Regions from separate parts of the Hordeum vulgare genome. Here regions 1 and 2 are each linked to region 3. A link is a contact called in public Hi-C and HiChIP or PLAC-seq data. All regions are on one chromosome and are shown on one strand. Each heading gives the region's core, a stretch centred on a gene start, on an enhancer-like site or on the middle of the called end of the contact. The rest is flanking DNA. Distances are from core to core; before and after follow the strand shown. Region 1 holds the start of LOC123425909 (ATP synthase subunit gamma, chloroplastic). Region 2 holds the start of LOC123425915 (autophagy-related protein 8A). Region 3 holds the start of LOC123425913 (formin-like protein 3).

Evidence for each region. A called contact is a pair of places that touch in the nucleus more often than the background predicts. HiChIP or PLAC-seq counts read pairs in DNA pulled down with a chosen protein or histone mark.
Region 1: a Hi-C map of leaf shows a contact between it and region 3, with 4 times the contacts expected there. The contact joins the promoter of LOC123425909 here to the promoter of LOC123425913 in region 3. A contact is called at or near these places in 1 of 6 Hi-C or Micro-C datasets (leaf) and 1 of 1 datasets of contacts at active chromatin or transcription factors (embryo).
Region 2: an H3K4me3 HiChIP or PLAC-seq map of embryo shows a contact between it and region 3, with 6 times the contacts expected there. The contact joins the promoter of LOC123425915 here to the promoter of LOC123425913 in region 3. A contact is called at or near these places in 1 of 6 Hi-C or Micro-C datasets (seedling) and 1 of 1 datasets of contacts at active chromatin or transcription factors (embryo).

The regions. Positions count from the first base shown.
Region 1 is chr2H:217,260,568-217,263,711 of MorexV3_pseudomolecules_assembly, reverse strand. It overlaps LOC123425909 (ATP synthase subunit gamma, chloroplastic), which reads right to left and starts at 1,770. Exons shown (of 1, transcript XM_045109675.1): 1 at 282-1,770. The coding sequence starts at 1,561. The coding sequence ends at 488. LOC123425908 (protein RRP6-like 3) reads right to left here. Exons shown (of 12, transcript XM_045109673.1): 11 at 2,384-3,036; 12 at 1,907-2,166. The coding sequence ends at 2,097.
Region 2 is chr2H:218,839,076-218,841,977 of MorexV3_pseudomolecules_assembly, reverse strand. LOC123425915 (autophagy-related protein 8A) reads right to left here and starts at 1,548. Exons shown (of 6, transcript XM_045109678.1): 1 at 1,417-1,548; 2 at 1,246-1,289; 3 at 143-198; 4 at 3-55. The coding sequence starts at 1,282.
Region 3 is chr2H:218,125,632-218,128,658 of MorexV3_pseudomolecules_assembly, reverse strand. It overlaps LOC123425913 (formin-like protein 3), which reads right to left and starts at 1,644. Exons shown (of 4, transcript XM_045109677.1): 1 at 1,173-1,644; 2 at 970-1,067. The coding sequence starts at 1,629.

The DNA of each region.
Region 1 (3,144 bases), core at 521-3,020, 870 kb after region 3:
AATAAATCGTTAACATGAAAGAGATGTTAGCTATGTGAGTTTCCACGTATCGGCTTTGATTAGCCCTTATGCATCAGCAGTCATGTCGAGAAATATAACATGACAAGAGAAAGTTGTTTGATTAATGGTTTACAACATACTAGCTCGGTATCATAATATATGATGTTTTAGTAGCTCAAATGAAGTGCTAAAACGTCATATATTATGGTTAGGAGGGAGTATGTTTTATTGTCTGGTGGCGACGCACGGGTAGTTGGCATATGGATGGAGGCGGGACTGCATAGATAAATTACTCTGATTATACATTTGGCATCTCCGAACTGAAATCTTATGTATCTCGCACCGGGCGATAGAACAGACATCCTTTTTTGTGCTATGAGAAATTATTACAAACACAGACACAGACCAAGCAAGATAAGTACTAGAAGAGAGGAGAAAAGGAGGCAAAGAGTTATATATAACAGTGGCAGCTCAGCCCAGGGAGGAATCAGCCGGACAGGGCGTCGGCGCCAGCGACGATCTCAAGGATCTCTCCGGTGATCTTGGCCTGGCGTCGGCGATTGTAGACCATGGAGAGATTTTTTCGGAGATCGATGGCATTGTCTGTGGCGCTGCTCATGGCGCTCATCCTGGCTGCGAGCTCGCTAGCGAGCGACTCCTGGAGGGCACGCAGGATCTGGCTGTTGAGGTAGAGCGGGAGGAGAGCGTCGAGGATCTGGACGGGGTCCTGCTCGAACTGGACGACGGGGGAGAAGGGCTGCATCTCGATCTTGATCTTCTCGCGCTCCACGGTGAGCTTGCCTTCCTTGGTGGTGAGCTTGAAGAGCTCGTCCTCGGTGGCGTCGACACAGATGCCGTTGACGTCGCAGATCTCGCCCTTAGGGGACATGGGCAGCAGCGTCTGGATGATGGGGTCGGAGCGGACGAGGTTGACGAACTTGGAGTAAACGAGCTCCACCTTGTCGACCTCCTCGGCGACAAAGAGGGAGTAGATAAGGTCGCAAATGGCCTGCGAGTCCTTGACGGTGGGGATGCCGGCGAGCTCGAGGAAGCGCTCGGTGGGGATGTAGTCGCGGCGCTGGAAGTAGGCGTTGCCCTTCTTGCCAACGCTGATGACTTTGTACTCGACGCCCAGCTGCCTGAGGTCCTCCATGCGGGCCTCGGCCTTCTTGAGCACGTTGTTGTTGAAGGCGCCGCATAGGCCACGCTCGCCGGTGAGGACGACGATCGCGACGCGCTTGACGGCGCGCTGGCGGGTGAGGGGCAGGTCGATGTCCTCCGACTGGATCTCCTGGTTCATGTTGTAGAGCACCTCCACCAGAGCCTCCGAGAAGGGGCGGGAGGAGACCACGGCCTCCTGCGCGCGACGGACCTTGGCGGCGGCCACCAGCTTCATCGCCTCCGTGATCTTCTGCGTGTTGCGGACAGAGTCGATGCGGTTGCGGAGGTCCCGGAGGGAGCACCGCACCACCAGGCTGCTGCCGGTGGAGGCGCGGCGGCGGGTGGAAGTGCTGGCAAGCGCGGATGAGGACCACGCGGTGGAGAGGTGGGAGCACGACATGGCTGGCTAGCGGCTGGCGCGTCACCGGCGGCCGCAGAGGCGGAGGCGGAGGCGGAGGCGGAGAAAGGAGAAAGGATGGGAGGGAGGGAAAGATTTTGGATTGGGTTTGGGTGGAGAAGTGAGCAGGTGGGGTTTTCAAGCCGGGCTGAGTGGTGGAGGGCTAGTCACTGCGAGATTGCCACGGATCATGTGGCGCGCCCTGGCCGCCTACCCTGCACCTTGCCTGCTTCCATTTCTCTATTCATATTATTATTTTTTGCCTTGCCAAATAAATAAAACTCATAAAACTACAGCGAGAAGGGAACTTCTCTATGGGAGAGGACAGGAGTGGATACACTGCGGATATACTACAGTAGATACTTACCCCAAGTGAATCAAAATTCGAATTTTCTTTTTCATACAAAAATCTTGTAAAATTCCACAGTTGGAAAAAGGCCAGGTGCAGCATACCGATATTATCCGGTGATACAAGCATATATAGGCTTGATGATGAAATGCAAACAACTTTATAAAGGAAAAGCACTGATCCTCCTAATCAGTCAGCAGGCTGAGGCTCTTGGCTGGAAGGTTTGTACACACTGAAGTCGCCGAAATCCCTTCTTCCACTGCAAAGAAAATTCTCGGTAAATGAATATCTTGATTTCAAATGAAAAAAAAAAATTGGAGGAAAGAGCATCACGATTCACAGAGAGAGGGAGAGGGAGAGAGAGCGATCGAACTTCTAAGGCCACTGGTACAGGTAGGGCGGCCATTCCAAGCACAAACAAGTTTCATGTGTTGAGCAATTAACCAACCAAGCAGCAAAAGGTGATCCTTTTTTACCTGTGCTTTATATTCCAACCAGAAGGGAGATAACGGGGGTGAACCGCTTCGACAAAAACATGCCTCCATCTTTGGCAAAACTGGTGAACAGCCTCCTCCCCACCGTTGGTCAGCAAAAGCTCGACGACTTGTTTACCATGGTGCCCGTGTCCTAGAAGTGATATCTTCTTGTCAGCATTTTTGGAAATAGTTTGGCTAGAATTGTCACTGCTGGCTGGATCCTCGTCGAGATGGCCATTTTCCTGAGTACCACTTGGTCGCTGCATGCCATCTGACCCAAGCTTCTCCGTGTTAGGGTCACAAGTGGAATCATCTATACTGGCTGACAAACTTGCACTCTGGATCACAGTTAATTCTTCGGCCTGGATATTACACCCAGTCCCGTCAGCATCTTGTTGACCACTGCTCCCATTCCCATCTTCTGAAACTTGCTCTGATAAAGCATGCCTATTTTCTGAATCATGCGCCATGTCTTCTAAGATGGCCTTGTTGCTGCTCTTTCTTACAATGTTTTCAGTCTGGGCTCTAAAAGAATGAGGATACCCTTTTTTCTTTTCAAGCCTCCTTCGCTCTTGGGGGCTCATACCTACCAGTAATGCCATCTCCAGGTCTTCGGGAGTCACATCCCTACCACCGTAGTATGACTTCACAGTCTGCAACGAAATGAATGTATCGGTAACACAGATCTACCGCTAAGAACCAATACATTTTTAATCAGGAAAAAAATAGGGTCTTTTACATTTGTGTCCCTAACTCGAACC
Region 2 (2,902 bases), core at 299-2,798, 710 kb before region 3:
ACTTCTTCTTATCAATTTCCGGGACATCAGACTTATCAGCCTTCTCAACAATCACCTGAAATAATTGATCAAAGAGCTCTATTAGGAGAGATGAATGTGGACAACCTACATATGTAAAAGATAAGTCCAGAGATATATTTACCGGAATTCTATCAGCGTACTTCTCACGGATCCTGGCAGATTCAGCTTGCCTCCTCTCTATAAAAAGGTAATTTTAATAACATAAGATGAAAATAACTTGCCAATGGAAAAAACAATTGAAGCTTGAACCAAGATCTCATATGCATCAACCAGTGAAAAGCAGAACATATTATACCCTCCAGGGAAGATAGTACATCATATTAAAAAAAGAAATACTATATGAGACCATTTTGTAAAATATTTCTTTTACAGGGGAACAATCAATACTATATGAGACCATTTTATAAAATATTTCTTTTACAGGGGAATAATCTTGGCAATCCTGGCAATCCATAGGAGAAGCCAAACAATACATTCAATCGCACCAATAAGACAGAACAGTAGTACAACAGAAATTGTACGCCAAAGTATCACATCATTGTTGGTTACTTAACTGAGTAAAACAGTATCTTATGAATATGATCTAACAAAGTCATTCGGCAATATGAATTATTATTAAGATATAATACGAATAGCACACGGACAAAAAAAACCTTAAAAGTAGAATATATCAGGCAGTCATCATTATATGGAACAGTCTATTTTTATAGACTGAACAGAGTGTAAATTCTAATGCAAGATGGATAAACGACTTAATATCAAGACCATGAAATCTATCTTTGCAGCACCATTCAATTAGAATACAACTCAATCACAAAAAACAGACAGTACTGGATTGATGAACTGAGTCTTCCTACTGATTTTAATCATTTTGACAGATGTAACATATACGGACTAATAATACTAGTCTACATGGTGGTTCAATAAAACACCAATCTGAAACACACCGACAATATCTGCCAACAGCATATGGGACAGGAAAGAACGTCCGGAATACACAAATTAGCACGCCGGAGCACGGAAGCAATCAACTATAACCAAGTTATCACGTCACGTAAAAGAAAGTCTAAATTACTTTGGTGTCAAACAACTGGTCCACAGGTTTCAATCAGTGAAATACCAAACTCTCGTATATGAGTACTCCTATATTATCGATCGGACGAAAAAGCAAAACAGAGCGTAAACTGAAAGAAATTAACAGCCAGAGGGGCAAGAGAAACAAACCCAGGGGGTGCTCGGTCTTGAAGCAAGTCTTGGCCATCTCCAACCTGCGATCGATCGAGAAACAATCCACCGATCAAATCGATCCCAGAGCGGATGATGAAAGCGATAAGAAAACCCAAATTCTCCGAACTCTGGGCGGATCTTTTGGGGAAAAAGGATGGAGGGGCTCACCGATGGGATGGCGCTGCCGGGGACGAGATTGATCGAGGCGATCGGGGTGGCGGAATCGAGGGGGGAGACTGGATTGAAAGTCGCTCGGCGGAAGCAACCGGAAGGAAGTCGCGGGGTAGGGTTTGGTGGTGGAGGCGTGTCGCGGCTATTTAAGAGGGCCTTCCCTGTGGGGAATCTTATGCCGTGCCCCTCGGGTTCTAGCTGTATTGTATTGTGTGTACACAACTCGCACGGTTGTGACGGTTCGTTTTGTGCAGAGGATTCAAACTCAATTTGTATTCAATTCCGTAACGCGTGCTCTTCGTTAACTAGTAATTGTTTTAGGCTGGCCATAGTGAGAGTAATTAAGGTAGTACTTGGGACTAGCAAACATGCTGATGTGACAGACAATTAAAAAAGAAAGAGAGGATTAGAGTAACATACCGTAACATGTTAAATGTTATGCTACTATGGCCCTGTTTGTTTCAGAAGTTCCGGGACTTTTTTTAGTCCCAACTTAAAAGTCCCTAGTCCCTACCCGTTTGTTTTTAGAAACTAAATAAGGACTAGAGGTTATTAAATGACATGTAAAAAGACCATGTTACCCTTAGTGATGTATTAGTAGTTATTAAATGACATGCTAAAAATAGGGGCATTGTTGGAAAAAGTGACAAAAAGTCCCAAAAAGACCCTCCCATAGGGACTTCTCCAAATAGTCCCAAATACCCCCTTTTAGTCCCTAAAAGACCCTCCTGTTTGTTTCACATGGGACTTTTTGGGACTTTTTTAGTCCCTACATCAAAAAGTCCCTTGAAACAAACACCCCCTATGTGTCATGCATGTCAATAAATAAGGTCATCTATGATACTACTTTATGATAATATGCACTATGAAAGTAATATCATACAATAGTACCATATGCATGATACTACTATATGATACTCCTCACTATGACCAGCCTTAGGCAACCTCGTTAACTTTATTGCTTTGTTCAAAACGAACTACTTTTGTACTTCTAGCCTAACTCACCAAACCGTTTGATTTTCTAACTCATCAAACCGTTGTCACTAGACGGAGAATTTTTTATATATTAGGCAACCGAACCAATATCGGTTACAAGCGGATCATTAAAAAGAAACCTCATCAAAACACACAAGATCCGTTAGAAATATATCTTCGCACTCTTTTCGACGATACTAGAAACAACACATGGATGAAGCCAAGTGGAATGAATCTTTTCATCCTTCGAGAGCCACCGTCGCCTCGGCTTTCTGAACATAATATAAACCCTAACGACACTCAAAAGACACATAAAAATGAAGCCTTGCGAACATCGACTATTTGATGTTTGTTTGATTATTTGATGGAAGATATTAACTTCAGATCCTTGATCACCATTATTATATCCTCTGATCTTAAACATGTTGATGAGGTGTGAGTAGTTGATATTGTTCCTGAGGACATGTGAGAAGTTTTGTTATAAGTAATTATGTGAAGTTGATATTCG
Region 3 (3,027 bases), core at 395-2,894:
GTTCAACAAATCCTTACTGAATATTATATTTGTAGTGACCCGGTGCTTCTACCAATTCGCTATATCAGCATTGTAACATGATGACATCTCCTACAATTAGAAATACTCTGGCCATTGCAAATTTGAACGCCAACTACCTTCATCCCTAAATCGTACTTACTATGAATGCGAAATTATGCAATATATGTAGTCCACATTATGAAATGACCTAAGTATAGATACACTAATCAAAGACATCTATTTTGAACTGTAACTCTGTAAGTAACACCTCCTACCACTCCAGCGTTTGAACATATGTTGAAGGTTAAAGGGTGCAATGAGATTATTGACATGAGCAATTGAATGATGCAAATAACATAACAGCAAAGACAAACTTCGTCATTTTACCTGCTTGCTAGCCATGATTGTCTAGAATAAACATAAGGCAGCCATAAGTATGTTGAGAGGCATAATAAATTAAAACAGCCGGTGCACTCAAAGCTAGAACAAGGGAACAACTTTACAAAAGCTTCAAAGTATGCTACTCTAGAGGATATGTCAAGCCTAGTGCACATTTTGTGCCCAGGAAATTTCTTCGTCATTCCTATAGGAGCTAAAAGGTGTGATTGGGCATCTATTCTTGCCTTGTGTTCCTATCTTCCTTTTCCAGCTTTATAGATAGATACTACTCCAAGATGAGATTGACTTTAGTTTTGCAGTATGCATTAGGCACCACAACTACCTAATCAACACTTGAACCTCAATGAATAACAACGGCAGCGTCAACCACAGATGCAATTCACCCACCAAATCTTCATCATAATTGTAAAGAGTGCAAAATTAATATGAAACTTTAATCTCAAATTGTTCTCACATGCAGTCGCAGATCCAAGTAAGAACAAGAATGAAAATGACAAGCAAGAGGACACGGATGGAATCCGATTCCTCGAAGTTAGAGGGAAACTGCAGAGGAGAGATCGAAAAGCAAACCTTGCCGGTGGTGTCGTAGTAGTCGTTGAGAGCCCACTGGTACTTAGACTGATCCAATCCGAACCAGTTGGCGACGTACTCGTCCAGGCTCGCGTGCGCTGCGGCAACCCGGAAGAATCCCGCGCATCAGAACCCGCAATCCAGGAAATGTGAAGAGAAAACTGAGATGCAGTTCAATTGACGAAAATGTTTTTCCCCATCACCTTCCTGCACGCGCGCGACGGCGTCCCATAAGAAGCCGAACGCCGATCCGTCGTGCTTGCCCCCCGCAGAAGCCTTGCCGTACTGCGGCGGGGGCACCTGCACAGGAGGCGGGGACACCTTCACGGGCGGTGCGGGGGGCGAGAACTTGACCGGCGGCGCGGGCGGGCTAGCGCTCTTCTGCAGCGGAGGCGGTGCCGTGCCCGTGCGGGAGGTAGGGGTGGAGAAGTCCGGCGTTGGGGAGCCGGACGGGCGCGAGGAGCGCGGGTTGCTGGCCGGCGACGGCGGCGTGATGAAGACGGTGAGGTTGCCGGCCCTCCCTATCATGGGCATCGGCGGCGAAGGCGAAGGCGAAGGCGAAGACGCAGGCGAGGAGCCCATTTGCACGGAGGCGAAGAGAGAGCTAGAGCTAGGAGTCTGAGAGCAAGAGGGCTCCCGTGGGAAAGGCCGAGACGCCATTGCAGACAACGCCAGTGGAGCTTTTTGTTGGCAGTGGAGTGGTAAAATTTTGCCCCGCAACTTTTTATTTTATCCTTTTCTCCGAATTAATAATTAATTAATCAACGCGGAGAGAATTGATAGCTTTCCTCTAAACCCTTCAGTCTTGTCTAACTCTTGCTGATACCTTTTTGACATACTTCCTCCGTCCCAAAATTCTTGTTTTAGATTTGTCTAGATATAAATGTATTTAGTCACATTTTAGTATTTAAATACATTCATTTCTAAACAAACCTAAGACAATAATTTTAGGACGGAGGAAGTAATTAACAAGTATTTTCTCTGTCTCAAAATTCTAAATATAAAAACATAACTAGATACATTCATATCTAAAATAATTAAGACAAGAATTTTGAAACAGGGAGAGTATGTTAGCATATAACTATCAAATAGAAATAGAAATAGACCAAAATACCCTTCAATTTAAAAGACCCAACTCTGTACAGATTTTTTGCAACAATCAATAGCTTTTAACACAAACAGACTTGGAATAACAATCTTACATCAATTCAATGATAACATAGATAATAAGTTCAACCATGTTTTACATGACTTCATGACAAAAAAAAGTGAGTCTCTACCTCACATACATAGCAAATAGAAGTGATTCTCTACCTCACATACAGAGCAAATAAAAGTGAGTTTGCACCTCACATATAGAAAATAAAAGTGAGTCTCCACTCACATACGAGTTCATCATAACCACGGGCAAGTTCACAGGTCGCTTAATTTCTTCCTCTTAGGAGTCATGTTCTTCTTCTTTCCTTTTGTTGGAGATTTTGGTGGCGGAGTAGCAGCTTGGCTCCTTGTGACAGGTCCAGGACTAGCTTAAGCTGCAGCTTGGCTTCTTGTGACAGCTCCAGGATTGTTACAAGTGGCATCATTCTTGCTCTTGGTTGGTGTAGATGAAACAACATTGCTAACTGAAACAACCATGGACATGGATTCTTTTCCCCCTACTTTTCCTACAAAAAAGCCAATTAGAACTATTTTTATGTAAAAGAACCATGGTATTATAAATAGAAAACAACAAGTACTAGTTTGTACCTTTTCTTTGTTCCATTTTTAGGACATCCAGCTTCTCTATGTCCTACCTCCCCGCATTTTTTGCATTTATTCAATGATCCCTTCCTCGATCCACCTTCCTACCAACTCTTTATCCTCTGTTTTCTTGTTCTTCCAACACCTTTTTTCTTGCCTATTGGAATTGGTGGACGCAACACAAAGCATGTATCCACATGTGGCCACTGATTCTTGTGTGTAAGGTCTCAATTACACCTTCATATGCTACCCTGAATTTGCTAACTAAGTACTATTCATGTACATCCCACACTCAAATCCCCATGTAAATTCCACACA